Linked DNA regions of Mus musculus: all the other regions are linked to region 1. Evidence: chromatin contacts called from public promoter capture Hi-C and targeted proximity ligation data. All regions are on one chromosome and are shown on one strand. The core of a region is the stretch at or near the end of the contact, and the rest is flanking DNA. Distances in the headings are between cores, read along the strand shown. Region 1 holds the start of Sf3b2 (splicing factor 3b, subunit 2). Region 2 holds the start of Grk2 (G protein-coupled receptor kinase 2). Region 3 holds the start of Ppp2r5b (protein phosphatase 2, regulatory subunit B', beta). Region 4 holds the start of Kdm2a (lysine (K)-specific demethylase 2A). Region 5 holds the start of Sac3d1 (SAC3 domain containing 1). Region 6 holds the start of 2010003K11Rik (RIKEN cDNA 2010003K11 gene). Region 7 holds the start of Vps51 (VPS51 GARP complex subunit).

The links. Capture Hi-C pulls out chosen DNA fragments and counts their contacts.
Region 2: a contact with region 1 is called in a targeted proximity ligation map of bone marrow-derived macrophages, with 3 times the contacts expected there. A contact is called at or near these places in 4 of 130 datasets of targeted methods (bone marrow-derived macrophages, double positive thymocytes, large pre-B cells and 1 more).
Region 3: a contact with region 1 is called in a promoter capture Hi-C map of liver, with 2.9 times the contacts expected there. A contact is called at or near these places in 4 of 39 promoter capture datasets (erythroid cells, liver and pre-B cells), 3 of 130 datasets of targeted methods (astrocytes, embryonic forebrain and pancreatic cancer cells) and 2 of 9 other capture datasets (adipose tissue and liver).
Region 4: a contact with region 1 is called in a targeted proximity ligation map of bone marrow-derived macrophages, with 6 times the contacts expected there. A contact is called at or near these places in 3 of 130 datasets of targeted methods (bone marrow-derived macrophages, embryonic stem cells and pancreatic cancer cells) and 1 of 9 other capture datasets (liver).
Region 5: a promoter capture Hi-C map of adipose tissue shows a contact between it and region 1, with 2.2 times the contacts expected there. A contact is called at or near these places in 1 of 484 Hi-C or Micro-C datasets (muscle stem cells), 2 of 130 datasets of targeted methods (pancreatic cancer cells and thymic regulatory T cells) and 2 of 9 other capture datasets (adipose tissue and liver).
Region 6: a contact with region 1 is called in a promoter capture Hi-C map of adipose tissue, with 2.2 times the contacts expected there. A contact is called at or near these places in 1 of 130 datasets of targeted methods (large pre-B cells) and 2 of 9 other capture datasets (adipose tissue and liver).
Region 7: a contact with region 1 is called in a targeted proximity ligation map of bone marrow-derived macrophages, with 4 times the contacts expected there. A contact is called at or near these places in 2 of 39 promoter capture datasets (liver and neutrophils), 1 of 484 Hi-C or Micro-C datasets (embryonic stem cells) and 3 of 130 datasets of targeted methods (astrocytes, bone marrow-derived macrophages and large pre-B cells).

What each region holds. Positions count from the first base shown.
Region 1 is chr19:5,293,957-5,297,162 of GRCm38.p6, reverse strand. Sf3b2 (splicing factor 3b, subunit 2) reads left to right here and starts at 1,708. Exons shown (of 21, transcript NM_030109.2): 1 at 1,708-1,901; 2 at 2,076-2,122; 3 at 2,787-2,864. The coding sequence starts at 1,769.
Region 2 is chr19:4,304,635-4,307,840 of GRCm38.p6, reverse strand. It overlaps Grk2 (G protein-coupled receptor kinase 2), which reads left to right and starts at 1,619. Exons shown (of 21, transcript NM_001290818.1): 1 at 1,619-1,939. The coding sequence starts at 1,827.
Region 3 is chr19:6,234,092-6,237,297 of GRCm38.p6, reverse strand. Ppp2r5b (protein phosphatase 2, regulatory subunit B', beta) reads left to right here and starts at 1,458. Exons shown (of 14, transcript NM_198168.3): 1 at 1,458-1,786; 2 at 2,199-2,665. The coding sequence starts at 2,467.
Region 4 is chr19:4,395,553-4,398,758 of GRCm38.p6, reverse strand. It overlaps Kdm2a (lysine (K)-specific demethylase 2A), which reads left to right and starts at 1,682. Exons shown (of 21, transcript NM_001001984.2): 1 at 1,682-2,448. 9430078G10Rik (transcription initiation factor TFIID subunit 4) reads right to left here and starts at 2,875. Exons shown (of 3, transcript XM_030251152.1): 1 at 2,866-2,875; 2 at 1,309-2,429; 3 at 118-648. The coding sequence starts at 2,875. The coding sequence ends at 118.
Region 5 is chr19:6,116,815-6,120,020 of GRCm38.p6, reverse strand. It overlaps Sac3d1 (SAC3 domain containing 1), which reads left to right and starts at 1,435. Exons shown (of 2, transcript NM_133678.3): 1 at 1,435-2,224. The coding sequence starts at 1,435. Snx15 (sorting nexin 15) reads left to right here. Exons shown (of 8, transcript NM_026912.2): 8 at 67-622. The coding sequence ends at 158.
Region 6 is chr19:4,496,957-4,500,162 of GRCm38.p6, reverse strand. It overlaps 2010003K11Rik (RIKEN cDNA 2010003K11 gene), which reads left to right and starts at 1,580. Exons shown (of 2, transcript NM_027237.2): 1 at 1,580-1,919; 2 at 2,549-3,206. The coding sequence starts at 1,644. The coding sequence ends at 2,647.
Region 7 is chr19:6,075,681-6,078,886 of GRCm38.p6, reverse strand. Vps51 (VPS51 GARP complex subunit) reads left to right here and starts at 1,700. Exons shown (of 10, transcript NM_001081041.1): 1 at 1,700-1,936; 2 at 2,395-2,524. The coding sequence starts at 1,709. It also overlaps a transcript of Tmem262 not described here.

The sequences.
Region 1 (3,206 bases), core at 459-2,958:
TACAGGGAGCAGAGACTTCCTTTGGGTTAAAAATGGTTGTCTGAGTAAGCTGGCAAGCACAAGGAAAAGCCACCGCCGCTCATTCTTTAGTTCTGTCCTTTCCGGCTTTGGTTCCGTCTGCAATCCCAGTGTAGGGTAGTGATGAGAACCCAATGGGGAAGAGTCACCATTTGGGTATAGGTGAAGGGAACAAGAACCGCTTTTACCAGCTGTACTCTATCTGTCTGTCTCAGACCCCACCTTTCCTGCATCCTGCTCACCCCTCCTTTCCAATTACTCCTCCCTTGAGGACAGCTGGTGAAACGGAGGTGGCTAGGAAAAGATCTGAAGCGCGTGGGTGGGAAATGAGACCATTTGTGTTCCTCTCCTTTATTCATCACACACAAACCAAACAGGCTGTCATTGAGAGCGGCAGAACTAGGAGAGGGAAGGAGATAAAATAAATTGGTGGATGTTGGGCAGGCAAGGGTCATGGTGTCTTGCCCCAAGAAAGGTCCTGAGGTTTTTTTGTTTTTCCTACAAGAATATAAAGTCCCCAGGTTAGATACCCCCACCTCCCAACTCATTTATTAGCTGCCTCCTGGATGCTAAATACTTCAAGATAGAAGAAGATCAAGTTCCAGATCCTGTTTGGGGGAATGGAGGTGGGAATAAAGGACAGGAAAGACTTAAAAATGAAACAAAGACAATGGATTAGCTGGCAGCAGTAAGCCCAGTTTTCAAGAAGCAGAGGCAGGAGGATTGCCAAGAGCTAGAGGTTGGCTTGGGCTCGATTTTGTCCCAAGACAGTCTGAACTACATGACTCTTGATCTTCCACTCCATGAAATCGGGTGTGATAGTATATATCTGTAGCCTGCAAAGGATCAGAAGTTCTAGGGTAGCCTGGGCCACATATGGACACATTTGTCTTAAACAACAAAAACCTTGGGGCTTGAGAATTGGTGTTAAGAGCACTGTTGCTTTTGCAGAGGACCTGGGTTCGATTCACAAAAGTGTAACTCCAGTTCCAGATCTGACACTTCTGGCTTCTACAGATACCAGGCATGCAAGCGGTACATATACATATAATAAAACACCTGAAAGGTGGAAAATGTATTAATGAACATTCCTCGAAAGGGGGAAGGAAGCATTTGACAGAGAATACATTTATTTAAGACTTTTTCGAAGGTGCAAAAGGGGATTTTATTTTAGCAGTGCCCTTCCCCCAGGTCAGCAGCTGGAACTCAGCTTGGCGGTCCGTTCCTCCACCGGCTCCGATCCCCTTTCAGCCCATTCAAGCACGCCTGGGCGGGAGTGAGCAGACAAACACTGTTTTATCAGAGCCATCGGCACCAACCTCCCATTCGGGCGCCGGAAAGGAATCTCTATGAGCTCCTAGGAGAAATAAGCACCCAGGTCTCTCATCATTGAAGGGTGTCGGGACAGAAGACTTAGTATGTGTTTGGCCAGGAGAGAAGAAGAATGCATCTGCTCTGGGTAGAGTAAGCTCTTGCAGCCAGGCAGCGGATGTATTACTACTGCTGCATACCGGATGTCATAGCGAGCGTTCGTCCTCTAGATGGCGCATCCGCAAACTACAACTCCCAGAAGGCTCTGCAACCTCCGTTGGCGGCGATTCCTATTCCCCGGTAAGGGAAAGGGCGTGTGTTTGGACCAAGTTCTCTCCAATCACCGCGGGACGTGGATTACGCAACCGGAAGTTTCTGGAAGTAGGCCCGGCGGCTGACCCGAGCTTCCGTGTTGGTCTCGCGCCTTCTTGTGGCTAAGATGGCGGCGGAGCATCCCGAACCTCCCAAAGGAGAGTTGCAGTTGCCACCGCCTCCACCTCCAGGCCACTATGGAGCCTGGGCTGCGCAGGAGCTTCAGGCCAGATTGGCAGAGATAGGAGCGCCGATCCAGGGTGAGGCGCAGAGGCGGTCGAGAGGGGCCCTGCGTGGGCTTGTGGCGAAGTGGAGCTTGGTTACCCAGGAGACCCACGGGGCGGGGGGCGGAGACAGGCCTGTGGGACCTGACCTCGCCAAATTGGCCTGCTCGAGGTGATGCTGACCCCCTGATTCTGTGCTTCGTCCTATAGGGAGTCGCGAGGAGTTAGTAGAGCGGCTGCAGACCTACACCCGTCAGGTGAGTGTTGTCAGTGCAGGCTAGGTCTCACTTTTCCTGGAGGCCTTTAAGACTACTCACGGATGGATCTTCGTTTCTCTTCTCTTCTCTTCTCTTCTCTTCTCTTCTCTTCTCTTCTTTCTTTTTTCTTTTTCTTTTCTTTTTTTTTTTTTTTTTGGTTTTTTTTTTTTTTTTTGAGACAGGGTTTCTCTGTATAGCCCTGGCTGTCCTGGACTCACTCTGTAGACCAGGCTGGCCTGGAACTCAGAAATTCGCCTGCCTCTCCCAAATGCTGGGATTAAAGGCGTGCGCCACCACTCCGCGGCTGGATCTTCGTTTCATATACTTTTTTTGTTTGTTCTTTCGCGATAGGGTTTCTCAGTGTAGCCCTGGCTGGCCTCAAACTTAAGAGATCCTAATGCGTTTGCCTTCCGAGTGCTCCAGCACACCGGGCTAGGTCTTTTTTGTGTACTTCAACGCAGCAAGCCGGCTCTTGACCATTTTGTCAGTTCTTGGTTTTGCTTTATTGTAATTACTTCTACTCCTGTTGCTTTTCTCAGGTTCCAGCCCCAGTCTCTGTCAAGTGGGCACTGGGTACATTTTGTTAAGTAAATAAATGGAAGAGGAGGTTATGTAATGGAATACGTCCTTGTAGTCTGACCTAGAGCTCTCTTTTTTCTTGTAGACGGGCATTGTCCTGAATCGACCAGTTTTGAGAGGAGAAGATGGGGACAAAGCGGCTCCTCCTCCTATGTCAGCACAGGTAAGAGATTGCTTCGAGGATCTTTTCTGCTCAGGATAGCCATGTGTTGAGCTAGCAGATGGGACCGTAAGTTAAGGGTGAGGTCTAAGGAGACAAAATTGTGACCTCTTCACTTCTGATTTAGTGCTGCTACTGTTTTAATCCCCAATGTCTACTCCTCCAAATTTGACTTATCACTCAAGATTCCACTAGAATATCTGGAAATGTTCCTTGATCCTTTCTCAGCTGGAAGTGGTCATGCTTTCTCCTGCCAGGTATAGCTCCCAAAGTTATTGAAACGGTAAAGGATAATGCCCTGACTTGAATAATATACTCCCTGCATCTAGTACAACGTAGATATCC
Region 2 (3,206 bases), core at 370-2,869, 990 kb after region 1:
AACAAACAAACAAAACCAAAGGAGACTTGGCAGTCTCAGGTGGGTATAGTGGCACACACCTTTGACCCCAGCGCTTGGAAGACAAAGGCAAGCAGATTTCTGAGTTCAAAGTCATCCTGGTCTACAGAGTGAGTTCCAGGGCAGCAAGGGTTACACAGAGAAACCTTGTCTGGAAAAACCAAAACCAGAAACAAAAACAGGACTTTTCACTCTTGGTAGCTCTGGGGCACTAGACAGCTGTTGTTTGGCCTTGAATGTACAGTAATCCCATCAGATCTAGATTTGGGGACAGCCATTCTGGTCAGAGCCTGTATCAGAGGGCAGTTTTAGGAACCCTGAGAAATGGACAGGTCAGAGGACTCTCAGGAGGCTGTAGTGGTGACCTAGGAAAGGAGAAGTAGAGGCAGGATCTGTCTAGAGATGTCGTCCGCTGACAACCTTTCTCCCCTAATAGGATTTGTTTTCTTCTGAAGGAGTCAAGAAGTCAGGGGAGTCGGGATACTTGCTTTGCTGGACACGAACTGGCAGGAGAATCAGGTTCTAAGTGTCCATGCCTGGGGTGGGAGTGTCCTGGCAGCCTGGAAAGCAAAGAGGTGCTCTAGAGAGGTGTGCAGTTTAAATTGCTTTCACTCATTTGCTTAAGACGGGGTCTCACTCTATAGCCCTGGTTGGCTTTGACTTTACAGAAAGACACCTGCTTTTGCCTCTCGTGTGCTAGCCAGGTAAAGTAGACAGGAGTTGGCCAAGGAAGAAGGCACAGAAGGGCTCAGTGGGTAAAATGTTTGCCACCAAGCCTGAGGACCTTGAGTTCCATCCCTAGAGACCCATGTGGTAAAAAGAGAGAACTGATGGTCAAATTGTCTGTCCTCTAACCTCCACATGTGCATACACAATCAATCAACTGATCAGTCAATCGATCGATCAATTAATGAGTTCGGCGTTCATCAGAGTGTGGTTTAATGGACTATGCCTTTAATCCATTTCAGCACTTGGGAGGCAGAGGAAAGCAGATCGCTGTGAATTAGTGGTCTGCCTGGTCTACATAGTGAGTTACAGACTAGCCAAGGCTACACGGGGATACCCTCTCTAAAACAAGAACAACAACAAACGTTCATGTCAGGAGTGCGGCCCAAGCTCTGAGTCTGGGGTCCTGTTGGGAGTTTGAAGTCAGGATTGTCATCTGGTCAGGTCAGGAGTCAGGGGTGGTAATGATGGTGTGACTCTGAGAGAATGTTCAGAAATTTGAGTATAGGAGTCTTGGTCGGTGTCAGGATTCTTGTTAGGACCCACGGTCTTGGCCCTAGTGGAGCGTGCAGTCTAGCATGCTGAGATGGGATCCGCGTTTGTGGTCATGGCTTGGGGTCTGAGGTCATCCTAGAGTCCTTGGTGGAAGACTCAGGTAACAAACCAGGACTGAGACCCGTGTCTCGGACCCGAGCGGTGCAGCCTCTAGGGGGCGCTGTCGCCTGCCCGCCCGCCCGCCGCCCGCCCGGCTCGGCCCCTCGGCGGCTCGCTGGCGCTGTGCGCGGCAGGCGGGGCCGGAGGCGGCGGCGGCAGCTCCGGGGCGCGGGCGAGCGGGTGGTGGTGGTGGTGGCGGCGGCGGCGGCGCCCCGACTGCAGTCCCGGCGGGAGCGGAGCGCGAGCCGGGCCGGGCCCGAGCCGGCGCCATGGGGCGGCGCCGCCTGTGAGCCGGCGACGAGCGAGGACCGGGCGGGGCGGCGGCGGCGCCGAGGCCCACAAGCCGCGCGGGCCGGGCCGGGCCGAGCGAGCGGGAGCGGAGCGGAGCCTCGGGCGGCGGGAGGAACAGCGCCGCCGCCGCCGCCAAGATGGCCGACCTGGAGGCGGTGCTGGCCGATGTGAGCTACCTGATGGCCATGGAGAAGAGCAAGGCCACGCCGGCCGCGCGCGCCAGCAAGAAGATCCTGCTGCCAGAGCCCAGGTGAGCCCGCCTGTGCCGGGCCCCACGCGCCGCCCCGGGATCCCGTGCCCTAGGGACCCCCTCCGCCCCAGGTTCCGGGGACCTTCTGCCCCAGGACCCGGGAACCCCTTCTACTCCGGGGACCTTCTGCCCCGGAGACCCCATTATTCTGGCCGCCCCAGGACCCGGAGACTTCCTCTGTCCCTGCCGCCGCAAGGCTTGGTGTCCGCAAGCCCTGGGCGCCCCAAGTCCAAGCTCCTAGCCCTGGGCCGCCCTGCCGCTTCCTGTATCTCACTGCCCGGCCTGGTCGCTGTCAGCCCCTGACTCTGCTGCAGCCTTCTTTCCACCCTGATGCTTGGCTCTGCCCTCTACCCTCTCGTGTTCCCTTGTGGTTCCCTTCCTCAAGTCTGCCTCTGTTTACCCGATTGTATCACACAGTCTGTTGCTCCCGTTGGTATTCCACTACCCTATCCACTCCCCGTGGAGTGGGTAACACTCTTGTGAGGTTTGTGGAGTGAAGAGGACCAATTTGAAGACTTTTATTTATTTATTTATTTATTTATTTATTTTGCCTTCCCCTATGGTGGGGTCACTATGGGATTGGGTTTGAGAGTGCTTTCTGGGGACAGTGCAGTGTACCATTCCTGAGGGCTGCGCTCCGGTGGGTGAGGGAAGTCCCTACTTTACCCTTTTCCCCACTTGTGGTTCCTTATGGGTACTTTTGACCAGGGGACCTCCCATCCTACAGCAGATGGACCATGCTGCCACCTCTCTACAAGACAACTGATGTCATCGCACCTGGTATCAAAGTTTAAACTGTCCAGGATGTGGGTGCAGAACAGGGCAGGATGTGAGAGGTGTAGCTGGGGCTTGTCCAGTATATTATGGTAAATAGACTTATCTTCCTATTTGAGCTGCACAGGAGACCAGAGAGCGAGTGAGACAGGTGTAGTTTTGTTCCCATAGAACAAGGTGTGTGTGTGTGAGAGGGGAAACAACTCAGACTGGAATGGCTTGTGCAGTGTCACCTGGCCTCCACATCAGGGCTCTCAGCTTCGAGTTTTATGTTTTGTCCTGACCTGAAGGGTGGCCTGGACGTCTGTCCTGCATCTGGAAGAGGAGATGTGTCCACCCACCAGGATGCCTCCTGGTGGGTGGTGAGGCCAGTCCCAGTAGCCTCCCATGCCAACTCCTTTAACAGCCAAGAGTTGGCCTTGATTTTACTGTCATTCTCTGTGGTAGAACATGCTCTACCCCCAGTGGGCAGTGTGAAATAGGCCTCTGGTGT
Region 3 (3,206 bases), core at 209-2,708, 940 kb before region 1:
CTAGTTTTCTTCCTGCATCATCTAGGCCCCTGCCAGGCATGGGTGGCTTTGGGCAGCCTGGCCTGAACACTGCAGCCGAGAGTCTGTGGAGAGCACTACCTTGTCACAGGCAGCAAGGCGTCCCTCCTGCCTTGGCCTCTGGGTTCTGGTCTGGCGGGAAGAGGCTCTGTGGGTCTGGCTTTCCCGGCTTATTATTAGGGAGTAAGGGGGAGGGAAGCCATGTCTGAGCCCTGGAGGTGGGCCAAGTGGTAGTTTAGGGGTTCCTGTTCTGTCTGGCAGGTGAAGAACAGAGCAAAACGGGAAGTGAAGATCTGCTATCTCTGAGCAAAGGGAGTACTGTCTCTGGGTAGCCATCGCTTGATCTGGGTACCCATCCATTGAGGTGCTAGACTCTAGAACAGTGTCCTCGATACAGGCTTTGGCTGTTTGTTGCTCTAAGGTGGGCACTTCTTAGGTAAACAGACTTCTTTTGCAGCACTAAGTGATCACCAGGGTCCATAAATGGGTGGGGCCAAAAAGCACCCCAATTCCCCCAACCTCATTGCTCTCTCTCTCCTGCTGCTCAGCAAGGACCAGTTTGTCACCTAGGTAAAACTTCAGGATAAAGGTCTCACAGTCATTGTAGGGAATAGAGTGTTGGCGACCAGGTACTATGAAGGGAGCCCGGGACTGCAGGCTGGGAACTTTTGGCCAGAATGCCAAACTCTTGGAATACAGCTGAGCCTTTGATACCCAGCAATGGGGTTTTGATCAAGAACTCCCCACTCTCCAAGGCACATCTTGGCACCAGAGGAGCTGGGAGGTACTGTGCCTTAGGATGGGGGCAGCTCCAGGGTAGCACCTTCTGCCCTCCTTGCTTTGGCATCCCAGGGCTGTCCCTTTAAACTACAGACCATGATGTCACCATGGACAGTAAGTGACAGGAGGGGCACTGCAGGCCGGGAGAATGGACTTCATTTCCCAAGAGCCTCTAGTGAACCACACCCCTCCCAGCAGGCGCTAACGCAAACCCGACTGTTAACCCCTCCAACGCCGGATGCAAGGGGTTTTGTAAGTGTCCGGCTTCAATCTGGGCTGAGTATGAGGAGAGAGGATGGCCTGAGGGACAGATGGCTCAGACCAAATTGTGGGCCTGGCACATCATGCTAGGTAGGACTCTGTCTTGCATTAGCAGGTTCCAACACCGAGTCCTTTTCTTTCCCTACACAGTGTCCCTTCCAGAATTCGGGAGTCCAGTTCTGAGCTGGACTCTGCCCCAGTCTGCTTGCAGGTTTTAAAATCCTCAGCTTTTCTCGGAAGTACTGAGTTCCTCCCCTAGCTCCGAGGTTACCCGTAAAGTTCGGTTGCTTCCTTTAAGCAGGGTGGGGACTACATTTCCCAGAGGCCCCGAGTCCTCCCTGACGCAGCCCCCCCTAGCGGAGGGAGGTGCGGGCCGGGAGGGGGGGAGGTGACTTGATGTCATCCTGAGCAGCTGGGCGGCGGGTGCCGGTGCGCAGCGAGCCGGGGCTCCCGCTGCGCTGCACCGCGCTGATCTGAGTCCCGGGATATCTGCCGAGGGTCGCGTGCTGCCGGGGCCCAGCCCAGAGCCCACCGAGTGCCCGACCCCTTTTGGGGCTGAGCTGGGGGCATGCTCCAGCACCCCCAGAGCCTGGGAGCGAACCCAGGAGCGCCGCCGCCCAGCCCCAGCGCCCCGAGCGGCAGAACCACCGCTAAGGACCCTTGAACCGTCGTCTCTTCCACCGAGGCAACCTCTAGGGTCGGCGACCAAAGTCTGGGTTTCTGAGAAGTGAGTGTGTACCCCAATACCACATTGAGGTTTGGAGACCAGGAAGGAGCGGGATATGAGGAGAGATGCTAGGGTCTGAAAGGGGGTGCACGAGAACAGGACCCTCATTTTTTGGGTGAGTGCACTGAGACAGGAGACATTAGTGGAGCTGGAGTCACACTGCTGTAAGGATCTGGGGATGCTAATAGAGTCCCCATCCTGAGTAGTAGCCATAGGCCGTATTTGGGGAGGGGCTACTTTAGAGCTTGGGCCTGGAAGAAGGGAGGGGCATGGTTGCGCCCTTGTTTTGGGGTCTAGCGAGGGAAGGAGGGAAAAGAAGTAAGGGAGCAACTGCACCACGCGGGCTGTCTTTGGAAAGAACCGACCTGCTCTCTGTGTCTCTCCTGCTGACCTTTCTAACCTGACTTCTCAGAAGAGCCAGCGTGGGAACCCTGACTGGAACTCTTCTGGATCCCCAGGAAAGACCTGAGCCATTGCCTTTCTACCTTACCTGCCCCCCCAGGACTGGGCAGTTGCCAGAGGCCCTGGGGGGGTCAGGACTGTGGCCGTGCCTCCCCCACCCCCTGAAACATGCTGGACAGGATGGGTCCCAGTTAGTGTGTGTGGCCTCATTCAACTTACTCCAGACCCACAAGGAGCCCCCTGGGCTCTGAAAGATTGACCCGTGTTGTCCACTGGCCATGGAGACGAAGCTGCCCCCTGCGAGCACCCCCACAAGCCCCTCCTCCCCAGGGCTGTCTCCAGTGCCACCACCAGACAAGGTGGATGGCTTCTCCCGCAGGTCCCTCCGCAGGGCCCGGCCCCGTCGCTCACACAGCTCTTCTCAGTTCCGCTATCAGAGCAACCAGCAAGAGCTCACTCCACTGCCCCTGCTCAAAGGTGAGCTGTTGTTGGTTGCCAGGGTACCCAGAAGGAAGCAAGGTAGGGGAGGACCAAGGGAGAAGCAGAGGTCTGGTAGAGTTTGGATCTCTTTTAGGCTAGGAACTCCACTGGAACTGACCCCCAATCTCCAGGCCTCTGCTGACGCATGGCCTGACTGGCCTGTCATCTCTGGAGGTGGGGCATCTGGAAGTGGTGCCAGGGGCAGGCAAGGGCCAAGGGTGGGGCACACAGCCTAGGTTTCAGGAGGCTCCTATCAGTCCAGCCAGCTGCCTAGGTCCTGGGGTAGGTGCTTGGCATGATGCCCTGTGATCACTAAATCCCACCCCCCACTTCCTGGCCCGATTTCTACTTTTGGCTCCATGTGTTGAGGGAGGTAAGTGTCTGGGGAGGGGTGGGGAATGCTTGCATACCCAGGGTTGTGATCTTGCTTTAAAGTCATGAGGTCTCTGATCCTGGATTAGAAGAGAGGACCACTTTTTCCCCTCAGCCTCCCGGGAGTGAAGGATGGGACTAGAATTGTTTGCTAGCTGTACCAGAG
Region 4 (3,206 bases), core at 433-2,932, 900 kb after region 1:
AGTTGGAAACCAAGGCAGGGAGAAAAAAATGTGACACCAGTCAGCAAGGGGAAAGTGCCAACCTCAAGCACTTGGATGTGTAGCGTCCAGGCCACCGTCCTTTGTGGGATTTACAATTTAAACGGGCCTCAAAGCACGAGATTGGCTGGGGAACTGCCCTGAGCGCAGTTGGGCTGCTCGCATGGCATTGCTGTTACCTCTGGCTGGGCTCCGTCGACGTCCGGAGCCCGCTTGCCCGTCGGGCGGCTGTCGAGCCGCGGGAGCCGGTTCGTCGGCAGGGCCGAGCAGCTTGGGCCGCCGCTGCCCCATCGCTGACCCTCGCGCGAAGCTGCGCACACAAACCGGAGACATTTTCTCGGCTGGGCCTCCCTCGCAAGCCGCGGCCCTGGGGTTAGGGGCGGCCCGCGCCCCTCTCCGTGGGGGGTGCCCCGACTCGCCGGGGGCGGGGTCACGTCCCACCCGGGCCGCCGAGGGCACCGGCGCTACGGAAACCTGAGCGTGGCCAACAGCAGGGGCTCCCTGGGCCACCTCCCTGGGAGCCTGCGGCCCGCAGTGGGGTGTGCTAGCTGCTGCCACCCCTGAGCCGTCGTGGATCCCACTGTCGCGCACAGCACCTGTGGACTCCCTTGTCAAGCGTCTGGAGCTGCCCTGAGGGAACAGAGCTCGGGACAGACATGCTACTGCTACCGGTTCCTGCCCCTTCGGAGCGGCGAGGAGTGGGTGAGGCGAAACCGGTTCGCTGCACGGACAGGAGCTCCCCCCGTGCTAAGGGCGGCCAGGCCCTGCAGCGGGGGGCGCAGGGGCCTACTCCGGGATGGCGAGCAGGTGGGCCTCGGCCGGCCGGCGCGTGAGGGAGGGCGCCCGGCGGGAGGGCGCTTCTTTCCGTGCACTCCCTGGGTCTGACAAGACCCGAGCACAGCACCCGGCTCTGGCCCGCTCCCATGGCATGACCCCGGGGGACCCCGCGTTGAAGCGGCCAACGGCTGCCCTGACCCAGGCCGTCTGGCCCACGTTTGTGTGACCCGTCTGACCACCCAGCAGAGGTGGCTCGAAGGGGAAGGGGAGATGCTTCCTACTGCTTGGGGCGGGGTGCTGTGTTTTGTGGGGGTCGGGGGTCACAACCCTCCCTAGAGTAGTGGGGGAGGGAGGGCGGCTGGCGCAGCTGGCCGGCGGTGGGCGGGGTCACCGGCGAAGTTGCGAGTGTGTGTGTGTGTGTGTGTGTGCGCGCGCGCGCGCGTCTGTGTGTGCGTGTGTGTCTGTGTGCGGGTGTGGGGGAGAGAGAGAGCGCGCGCGGAGGAGGCTCGCGACTGGCGCGCAGGCGCAGGCACCCGGTCGAGCCGGCGACCTGAGAGGAGGCGGGCAGGGAGCGGGGGCGGTAGGCCGGCCAGAGGGCGTGCGGGCTGACGCGAGGGGGGGAGGGCGGGGAACCGCGTCGGCGTCGCGGGGCGCGGGCGATTCGAGGCCGACGCAATCGGCGCGTGCGCGCTCCGGCGGTGTGTCCGTGGTAGAGGGGGCGGGGTGGGGTGGGGGGAGTGACGCGTGCGCGTTCACGTGTGTCCCGGAGAGCGGTAAGACGCGCAGGGAGGCTCGAAAGAGGTGGGGGTGGAGAGGCGACGGGAGGGAGGGGGTGGTGGTGAAGAGAGGGCGCCTGCGCAGTGAGGCCGGAGGAGCTGTGTGTATGTGAGAATCTGACGGGTTCAAAATGGCGGCGGCTGCTTCAGCGGATCCTCCTGTGTGAGGGAAACAACACCCCTCCCCGGCAGCGGCGGCGGCGGCGGCGGCGGGCCGCAGAGCACCTTTCCAGTTCCCGGGCCCGTCGCGGTTGTTTCCCTCCCGGGCAGTGGGCTCTTCGCGTGGAAGGGCAACGTCAGGGGGCCCATCCCCCGGAGTCCCTCCTCTGCTACTGGGGAGTAGCTGGGGGTGTACGGGGGATCGTCCCGCAGCGCGGAGCCCCGGCTCAGGGGACGACGCAAAGGCAGCCGAAGGCCCCCGGTCAGGGCGCTTCGCTGCTCCCGCCCTCTCCGCCCCCCGGGGCCGGGGCCCGCGTTCCGGGGGGCCGGGCGGCGCGGGGAGCGTCGGCCGGGCGGGTCTCAGCTGATCGGCCGCGGTTCCTGGGCTTCGGTAGCGGCTGTGGCCGGCTGAGGGTACCGAGAGGAGGGTGTTTCCCGCGGCCCGGTTGACCCGGGTCTCGGGCTGGGGCTGCTGACCGCCAGCTTGGGGGAGTAGCCGAGTGGTCTTGCTTCCCTGACGCCTCGGACGCGGAGTCTGTAAAAGCCAGAAGAGGAGGTTTGATTCAGTAACTGTTTCCTCTTTTCCGGGTCGCTCTGACCCTTCTCTGGATACTGGGTTAATACACAGAAATACCGAAGACGACGTTTGGGATTTTATTTTGTCTGTGTTTGGAATTTTACTTCTCTCTTGGACAAGAACTCAAGAACAAAATCCTCGGTGAGATTTCCCCTCCCCCCTCCCCCGCCCTGGGAAGTTTGGTTCCCGGTCTTATCTAAAGACTTAATGTAAAGTTTTTATTTCTTTGCAAGGGGTGAGCCACAGAACGCCTTTTCCCTAGGGGAGCAGTCGAGGTTTACCGCTTTGCTGTCCGGCCCTGGGGTGCAGACTGTGTCCCTCGCGACCGAGGCCGAGGAGGGCAGTGCCACGAACTGCTCTCGCAAACTATGTCATCGGGTCCTCTGAAAGGATTTTGTTAACGTGGCCGTATTATATTTACAAGAGAGAAAAAAAACATTTGTATATCCAATTAGAAGCCATTATTCTGGAGAAAGATATTTAGAAAAACGAAAACCCTTGCTTGGTGTTGTGGATTGATTGACGTGCCAACCGGCCTTTATTTAATGGATGTTTCACCCGTATCCATATATCGAGACGTTTCATTTATTATTTACTCATCTAGATTAGATGGTATTTTTGCCTCCGTTTGCAACTCTCAAATTTGTTCTGTAGTTGTCCACCTTGAGGTGGATGGTAGTTTGGGGAAGGCAGTTCCTTACTAGAAGGATATGGGACATTGGTTTGAAGTCTTTCTGTAAAACCAAATTTTTCTTGCCCTCTTTTTTTTTTTTTTTAATGAAAGTAACCTCCCCGTTTTGCTTATAATTTGTTATTACCTGTTTGAGAACTCACTGGTTTAGGGTCTGGCTTAGTTTTGTGTGTACTTCACCTTCACCTGGCCATTCAGCACTTTAGAA
Region 5 (3,206 bases), core at 186-2,685, 820 kb before region 1:
CCAGGGAGGGAAAGGACACATTATGACCTGGGTTCTGAATGTAGGTGGGCCATCTGCTTCCTCCAGGTGACCCATCCCCTGCCCGCCGGGAAGGTGTGAAGAAGAAGGCAGCCGAGTACCTGAAGCGGGCAGAGATGCTTCACACACACTTGCCCTAAGGGGTGGACCCTTCCTGGGATGTCAGCTCCAGCACTGCCAGCCACCCCCACTGCTCTCTTTGGGACCTGGCCGTGCTTCCTGCTCGTATGACTACCAGGGGCCATATCTGTATTAACTGGATCAAGTATAAGAAAAGCAAAGACTTCTCAGCTCTGACCTGCCTGCCTCCTTGGAATTAGACTTGAACTTCTGATCCTGCCTATCTGTTCTATGTGAGTGGCATCTGGGCCCCTAACCTGTCAGTTCACCCATCTAGACCAGAGTCTGTAGCCAGACCTGGCCCACTGCCTTTTTTGTAAGGCCCTTGAGAGCCTTCCTTCCTTTCTCTTTCTTTCCTTTCCTTTCCTTTTCTCTTCTTCTCTTTCTTTCTTTTTTTTTATGGTTGGAAGAAAAAAGATTCTTTGACTAGTGAAAATCTCATAAAATTTAAATACGTGTGAGTAAAACACATGCCTGAACACAACCAGGTCCATTTGCTTATTATTGTCTGTGGTTGAGTTTACATTGTACCAACAGAGTTGAATAAGCGGTGTCTGGCACATCATACCCATTATGTTTATAAGAAGATAAAGAGAGGAGGAATATGTTCCATTGAGGTGCTTCAGCTGGCCCTTGCCAAGGCATCCTATCCCCCTGAGGGACCAGCCAAGCGATGGTAATAGTAGAATTTATTCAGGACATGGGAAGGGGAGTTAAGAGGGTACTAGAGGCAGAGAAAGGCAGAGAGAGGAGGGGGGGAGAGAGAAGTAGAGGAGTAGAGAATTAGAAGCTGGCCATGAGCACAGGGAGGGGGAGGGGCAAGGGACTAGAGCAGGAGCAAGAAGGCAAGAGAGAGGAGGGGGCAAGCAGCCCCTTTTATAATGGGTCAGGCCTACCTGACTGTTGCCAGGTAGCTGTTGGGTGGAGCCTACCTGGTTGTTGTCAGCTAACTGTGAAGTGAAGCTTAGACAGAATGCTAATAATAACTATGAATGAGTGGCCGCGCCTTTAATCCGGGAATTGGAAGGCAAAGAGACAGGCGGATCTCTACTGAGTCAGCCTGGTCTATATAGTGACTTCCAGACCATGCAAAGGTACACAGTTAAAACAAAACGCATAGGGAAACAATGAAGAATGACAGGCACGCAGCACTAGCTGAGTGTGTTAAAGAAATAATAGACACGTACGTAAAGCAGGACTTGCTACTTCGAGAGCCCTAAGAACAAAAAGCTAAACCAACAAATCCCAGCCCTGGGGAGGTGTGGCCTGCGTCGCGGGACTACAAACCGATGCATCATGGGACGATTTAAGGGGGAAAACCGAAGCCAGGCGCGATGGATTATGGGAGGCGTTTCTAAAGGCCGCGGGAGCGGCAAATCGAGAAAGCCGCGGCAGGCTGCGTTTGGCCAGACTGGGGCTCGAGTCTGTCCCTCGAGCCCACGGCAGGATGCAGTGCCGCGCTTCCGCTGGCCCGGCGATGCTGAGTGTGCGTCCTCTACCCACACCCCTACCATGTCCGGCTGCAAACTACCCATGGGCCTGTGCCCAGACATGTGCCCGGCCGCCGAGCGCGCCCGACGCGAGCGCGAGCGCCGCCTGCACCGACTGGAGGTGGAGCCAGGCGGCCGTGGGAACGCTCCCCGAGCCGACCCCAAGCGCACAGTGAAGGAGTACAGCCGGCCGGCAGCGGGCAAACCCCGGCCCCCGCCAAGCCTGCTGCGGCCGCCGCCAGTGCTCTTAGCCACCGTGCGTTATCTGGCCGGTGAGGTGGCTGGCCGCGGCGACGTGTCGTGCGCGGAGGTGGCGAGCTTTGTGGCCGACCGCCTGCGCGCAGTGCGGCTAGATCTGTCGCTGCAGGGCGTGGACGACGCGGACGCAGCGACAGTGCTGGAGGCTGCGCTGGCCACGCTGCTGGCCGTGGTGGCGCGGGTGCGGCCAGAAGAGACGCGCGGAGCCGCGGACCCGGTGCTGCTTCAGACTCAGGTGCAGGAAGGCTTCGGTTCGCTGCGGCGCTGCTACGCGCGGGGCAAAGGCCCCTACCCCCGCCAGGCTGCTTTTCAGGGCCTCTTTCTGCTCTACAACTTGGGTGAGTCGATCCCAGAGAACTAAGTGCGGGGACCCGAGGAGCCTGGGGTGGGGAAGACGCAATTGTAGCAGCAACGGCGAACTATAGCTTGGGAGTACTGTAACTTCCATCCCCCAGCAATAGCTTCTTCTTGGGAAAGTCAGTTGGTAAAAGTCCCGACGTGGGACCTCAGGTCTGACATTCTCAAATTGGCTGTTTTCTACATAGTAGAGGTGGAAGGAGGTAGGATAGTACTGAGAGAGTTGACCTAGAAAGCGCTTTCCAAACTTATAAGAACTGCTCCGTGGGCTGGCCCATAAACATATCTAACAGGAGGTGCTAAAAGATTCCCTTCTATGGGTGATTTAATTATAGGAAAGTCCAGTGGGCGTGGTAACAGGCGCCTTGTATGGGAACACTTTGGAGGCAGAGGCAGGCAGATTCTTTGATGATTTTATATGTGGAGACAATATATTTGTATCATACATGCACACAGTGACTCTTTGTTTTTTCTTTTTTTTCTTTTTTCCAGACAGGGTTTCTCTGTGTAGCCCTGGCAGTCCTGGAACTCACTTTGTAGACTAGGCTTGCCTCGAACCCAGAACCCAGAAATCGGCCTGCCTCTACCTCCCAAGTGCTGGTATAAAAGGCGTGCACCACCACTACCCGGCTACACACAGTGACTCTTAAATTCACTAATTTAAGAAAAGTGGCCCAAGATTCCAGTACCAAGATTTCCTGGAAAGGAAACTAGGGCCAAGTCATCCTCCAACAGTGACCCTTGCAGATAGAGGGGAAAGTGTAGGGAAGCCAGTGCCCTCAGGCTGCAGTGGGAACCCTGAGTCAGAAGCCTTAAGTTTGGGTCTAGCATAATAGCCTGTGCTCCAGGCAAGCCTTTATGTTATGTTGGCCTGTGTCCCTATGTAAATGTACAACACTGCCTTGTAAGGATTTAGATTGAAGGAGGTCTGGTCTTGTGGCACCTCAAAAAGACCAGAGAAGG
Region 6 (3,206 bases), core at 331-2,830, 800 kb after region 1:
GCAAAGCTAAGGCTGGAGAAATTTAGTTCTCCTGACCCTGGCACTGTCCTGTTTTCTCTCTCTCTCTCTCTCTCTCTCTCTCTCTCTCTCTCTCTCTCTCTCTCTCTCTCTCTCTCTCACACACACACACACACACACACACACACACACACTCTCACACACAGAACCTGCCAGGCTGAGGATGTAGCAGAGTTGGCACAGTGCTTGCCTAGCGTGCACAAGCATCAGTGTTCCATCCCCAGCACTGTCTACACAAGGCATGGTGACCCATACTTGTAATCCAAGAATTCAGGAGGTGGAGGAGGGCAGAGATCAGGAATTCGAGATCATCCTCTGCCACATAGCGAGGCCCATCTGGGCAACATAAGACCCTGTCTAAGACAAAAGTCTGGCACTGAGATAATATTTACTATAGGTCATTTTTTTCTTTGTGTCTCTGTATGGTGTGTGAAGGGATTATGTGTGTGTGTGTACACTCGCACACATGTGTGTAATCTAGAAGTTGACACTAAGTGTCTTCCTCTGTCATTCTCTACCTTTAATTTTTTTCCTCTTAGTTTTTGAGAGAGGAACTAGCTGTGTAGACCAGGCTGGCCGAAACTCACAGAAATTCCCCTGGCATGAGCACTGAATGAGCCACCTTGCCTGGCCTCACCTTTTTACATTTTCAAATTACATTTATTTGTGTGTGTGTGTGTGTGTGTGTGTGTGTGTGTGTGTGTGTATTGTGTGTTCTTGAGAGCCACAGCGCATGTGTGGTGGAGAGAGGAAAGCCTGTGGCAGCCAGTTCTCTCCACCAGGTGAATCCCAAGGATCAAACTCAGGTTGTCAGGCTTGTCAGCAAGTGCCTGTACCCACTCGACCACTCCTTCCCCTTAGTTTTTGAGACAGTGTGTCCCACTGGGTCAGGAGTTCACCAATGCAGCTCAGACAGGGACTGCAAGTCCCAGAGAGTTTCCTGTCTCTCCCAGGTCTGGGATGACAGATGCATATCCACCTTTCCACAGGGGTACCAGGGAACCCAACCCAGATCCTGTGCAGCAAGCACTTTATGAGTGAGCCGTCCCCCCAGCCCCTGCAGGTCACGATTTTGGATGTGTGCCGCTGACCTCCAGAGCACTTTTCACCTTGTAAAACTGAAGGTCTGGAGCCATGAAAACAAGTACCGTCCACTGTCCAGCCCCTGCCTTACCCGATTTCACCCTGGTAGTTACGGTTTTGACTGTTGTAGAATGAAGCTATTCTGTTCTCTGTCCTGTTGTAGAAGTAATCTTTGCTTAATGTCAATGAGATGAGTGGTACGGCCAGCCAAGGCCAAGGCCAGAGGAGGCCGGCAAGGTCTCCAGGGTGGTGTGGTCAGAGAAGGCTGTCTGGAGGGAGGAGGGAAGACAATAGGAACCAGCCTAGCATTCAGAAGGATCCCGAGCTGGAAGCCAGCCTGCGCTGTATAGTCCCACAGGGTGAGAAGTCAATGGAGAGAATGACTCAGAGATATTTGGCCTCTGTGGCCTGCCCTTTGGTTTATGACAGCCACCTCAGCAGCACTGACCTTTGTCTACAGGTGATCTCCCATCATATGAGTGAAGGCACCAGGCCATCTCACAAAGCTAGTGGCTTACCGACCAGTGCTAGCTTCTAGGATCATGGGGACCAGCCTGCGTAGCCAGTCCTTTAGAGAACCCCGGCCCTCCTATGGGAGGCTCCATGAGTCCCAGGGGAGGTCTCTGGATGGCCGACTCCACAGAGCACTGAGCCTCAGACTGGGCCGTGAGAAGTCCAGGTCGCAGGTCCCCGATGGCACGGAAGGGCTGGAGGTCTCTGTCCAGGAGCGGCTGCCAGGGACCCTGGGAGACAAAGAACAGCTGATCCAAGGCCAGAGAGGAGGAGGCAGCCGGCGGTGGCTGAGACAGTACCAGCAGGTGTGGCTTCAAACTGAATTATCACTTTCATGGGGAAGGGTGGGGACTCCGGGCAGCAAAGGGTTAAGAGCACAGCTGACCTGAGGAAAGCCAAGCAAAATACCCAGGAATTGAATGCATTTGACTAAAAGCAGTTGTGATTCCCCTCACCCCTGTGGGCACTGGGGATTCACTGAAGGTTGGAGGAGGGTGGGCAAATGGGGTCTGGGTGGAATATGGTCAGAGCTGTTTCTGTTTTGAGATGGGGTCTCGATAAGTAGCCCAGAGTGGCCTGGAACTCTTGATCCTACTCAGTGTTCTGAGTGCTGGGAGTGCAGGCATATATTACCACACAAGGCTCTGAGAGCTGTATTAAGATGATTAATGTAATACTATGTTGCAAGGGTGACTAGAGCAGGAGGCAGGCAGATTGGCCAATGCAACTTCTGGCAAATTACCGTCTGTACCTCTCACACAGGATGAAGAGTAGATTTGCCCCACCCCTCCTGGCCCTTCGTCCCAGGGGGAAGGGTCTCCCCTCCCCCCAGGAGTTTAGCTTCTCTTTCATGGCTCTACCCCCACCTGGTGGCTGTGAGTGGAACACCACTTGAAGCCACTGCTATGATGTTTCTCCTACTTTGGTCTTCCAGCATGTGAAAAGAAGGTGGAGGAGTTTTGTCGCCAGCTTCCCCAGTGTGACCCTGAGTCAACCAGCCTCCCCAGAGACCTTGTTGGACACCAACAACTAAAGCTGCTGTGACTGTCCCTCACTCCACCGGCTCTGCTCCTGTGTCTTTTCATCTGCCCCTGCATGGCTTTTCTGGACTCTGAACTGCTCCAGCTTTTGAACTTTGTCTTGTGACCCAAGGAGGCCTCTGCCACCAGATCATTCAAAGCCCCCATGTGGCTGCTCTTCTTGGTTCTGGCACCTATCTCTTAGCAAAGATCTCCATAGGCCTGAAGAGGAAATACCTGGCTCTCTACCTTTTGGGTTTAAAGACTCCCTGGACTGGCATTTATGAAGGTCTTAGGGACCTACACAGAAATGAGAGTAGCAACTGTGACCCCTTGGCCCCACAAAGACCAGCCACCCACTTCCAGGTCAGAGTTCAGTGAAGCCAAAGAAAGGCTGAGAACTTCCTGAATATCACCTGCTCCCAGGGCCAAGCTCCACATGGCTTTCTGGGCAGCTGCCAGTGACTGGCCAAGGCTTGGGCCTCCCTCATAGACTGTGAGCCTTCACAGGCTAGGACCATGTCTGGACTGTCCTGGGGGGGTTGCTATATGCCTGAGAAGCCCAAACATGCA
Region 7 (3,206 bases), core at 451-2,950, 780 kb before region 1:
TGGATGAGTATTTTGCCTGCATGCACATGTATTCCTGCTCCCCATGGAGACCAAAAAGATACTGGATCCCCCCCCCCCCCAGGGTGTTACAGACAGTTGTGAGCTTGGGGATTGAACCTGGGTCATCAGGAAGAGCAGCAAGTGAAACCATCTCTCCAGCTCAAATTCACTTTCTTAAAGCTTCGTGGGCTGAGATCCTCAGATGTACAGTTTCTAAATAGCCCCCTGGATAAGAAGGCAAGAAAATGTTTTGGTCCAAGACAAGTGAATACATGATCCCTTTAGTCTGTGACAAGAGCAACCATGCATGTCAGGCTGAGAAGCAGGCTGTGGACATGGTAGCACAGACTTTTAGTCCCAGCACTCAGGAAGCAGAGGTGGCTGGATCTCTGAGTTTGAGGCCAGCCTGGTCTACAATAATGAGTTTCAGGTCAGCCAAAGTTAGAGTGAGATGATGCCTCAAAGAGGAAGAAAGAGAGAGAAAAGAAAGGAAGGGTTTGAGCTGGCACAGGGTGAACTGCTCTTGCACTTTGGTTTCCAGCATCATGACGGGTAGCTCACACATGAGCTGTAACTACAGCTCTGAGTTATCCCCTGGTCTCTGCACACATAAATACACATATAATACTGGGGGCCGGACAGATGGCGATTTAATACCATTCAGAACTGTTTTTAGCTAGGCAGTGGAGCTGGTGACAGTGTTATCACATGCCTTTAGTCTCAACACTTGGGAGGCAGACAGGTTCTACACTAGGACCAGTTCCAGGACAGTCAGGGCTAAGCAGAGAAACCGTCTTGAAAAAAATAAAAATAAAAAGTATACCATTTAGATTTTTTTTTAACTCCTAATTTTCAGATAAAAACAGTGTTTGGTCTGCTGAAACTCCTGGCAGCCCAGCACCCTATCAGCCCATCCTCGGTAACGTTTACAGTACATCATTAGTAAAGTCTCATTTTCTTCTATTTAACTCCACATATAATCTGACCTCATCCCCTCTTAAGAGCTTCGTCTTTTTTTTTTTTTTTTTTTTTTTTTTTTTTGAGACAGGGTTTCTCTGTGTAGCCCTGGCTGTCCTGGAACTCATGGAACTCACTCTGTAGACCAGGCTGGCTGGCCTCGAACTCAGAAATTCACCTGCCTCTGCCTCCCAAGTGCTGGGATTAAAGGTGTGCGCCACTACGCCCTGCTGAGAGCTTCGTTTTATGCCTACATCTTTAAAACTTCCGAATTATCCTCAATCCCAACTGCTCACGTATCACATTTCACTAACTTCTTAAGATTAACATCTTAAATTCTCTAAGTAGAATAAAGTTTCTCATATTGAATGACTCCTTGGAGACAGAACCTTGGGAAACACTGCGTTAAAGCCATATTGCAGGCTACTAAATGGACGTTTGAACCTTGCAGACCCCCCCTGTGACGCATATTCGATCTTCTGCAAGTCTCTTTCCTGTGCGGATGCAGGATTGGGACGCCACGATTCACCCAAGTAGCACAGCAAAATCACAGAAACTCAACGATCCAGAAGTTCAGTGAAACCTCTGTGCTCCAGAAGGACAAGCGCAAGACGGAACTTTAGTCTCACATATCCTACAGCTGCAGAGGAACGTTTCACCTGAAGGACCGCCTGGTTGTAGCAAGTTTCTGGTCCCCGGAAGTGCATCTGTTCCCTCCCCTGCCTCACCCCTTTGAGTTGAGGTTGGAGCTATGGCGGCTGCGGCAGCTGTGGGGCCTGGCCTAGGGTCCGGGCCTGGAGACTCCCCAGAAGGTCCCGAGGCGGACGCTCCGGAGCGTCGGCGGAAGGCTCACGGGATGCTGAAGCTTTACTACGGCCTCTCGGAGGGGGAGGTGGCGGGGCATCCCGCAGGGCCTGACCCTCTGGACCCAACCGATCTCAATGGGGCGCACTTCGACCCGGAAGTTTATCTTGACAAGGTGTGTGTGTGAAATGGGGCGGGTCCAGACCCCAAATATCTTGGACCCTAGATCTTACTCCCGATTTGGTTGCTGTGGTGACGGCAGCGGGGTTTATAAGAGGACAGCCCTTACTAGGCAATAGAGGCAGATCTGGAGGCCAAGGGAGCCTGGGCCTGACTTGAGGTCACACTGGGTCTGAGGTCTCGGTGCTGGCTCGTGGTAGTGGGTGTGACCATGCTCTTGACAGGCGCTAGGCAGGGCCTAGGTTGACTTTAAACTAAGCCAGAAGACCATGAACGCTGACAAATCCCAAATTGGGTCTAACCTGTGAAGTGTGCTACTTAAAGTGTGCCACTTATGGAATTCCTGATAAGGGTGGGATTGGAGTTGTCTTGCACTGAAATCCAACTAACGTAAAGCAGGGTAGCAGGACGTGAGTGAGCACTAACGCTGACTGTTCCTACCTGCTTCTCTAGCTGCGTAGAGAATGTCCTCTGGCCCAGCTGATGGACAGTGAGACGGACATGGTACGGCAGATCCGGGCTCTAGACAGCGACATGCAGACCCTGGTCTATGAGAACTACAACAAGTTCATCTCAGCTACAGGTGACCCCACTGGGACACACTCCTCAGTCTTACACCACCCCCACCAGGTCCTCACCCCGTGTTAAGAAAAACAGGGATTAAAGGAAAGAGACCCAGATTACAATTGGGTCCCAACCTTAATCCACTGCTGCTGAAGTGATGACTCCTGTGGGGGTGGGGTTTGTCCAAAGGACCAGCGCTGGGAAGGAAGAATGAAATGCAGTGAGTTTCTCTGCAGCACTTAGGAAGCACCAGCGTTTCAGTAAGCTTTAGCTTTGTTTGTTTATTTATATTGTGCACATGCATATGTGTGGGACACAACATTTGTGTGGGGGTCAGAAGACAACTTTCAGGAGTCTGTATTCTCCTTCCACCATGAGGGTGCCAGGGATTGAAGTCAGGTTATCAGGCTTGGTGACAAACACATTTGCCTGCTACTAAGCCATCTCAAAGTCAATTAAAATTTTTGTTAAAAATGTTATTAGTGGTAACTTTTGTTTCTGGTCAGTCTGCCTTCAGAGCAGATTTGCCACTCTCTCCCCCTCTGTCTGTATCCTCATTCCTTAAGATTTACTAATAGTTTTTGGGTCCAGGAGTCACCCCACAAACCACATGAACACCAATCTCAGTCACATAGGCACGGTTATTGAGTGCACACCCCAAGACTAATTGATTAGGGCAACAGCTCACAGATTCGGGAGCT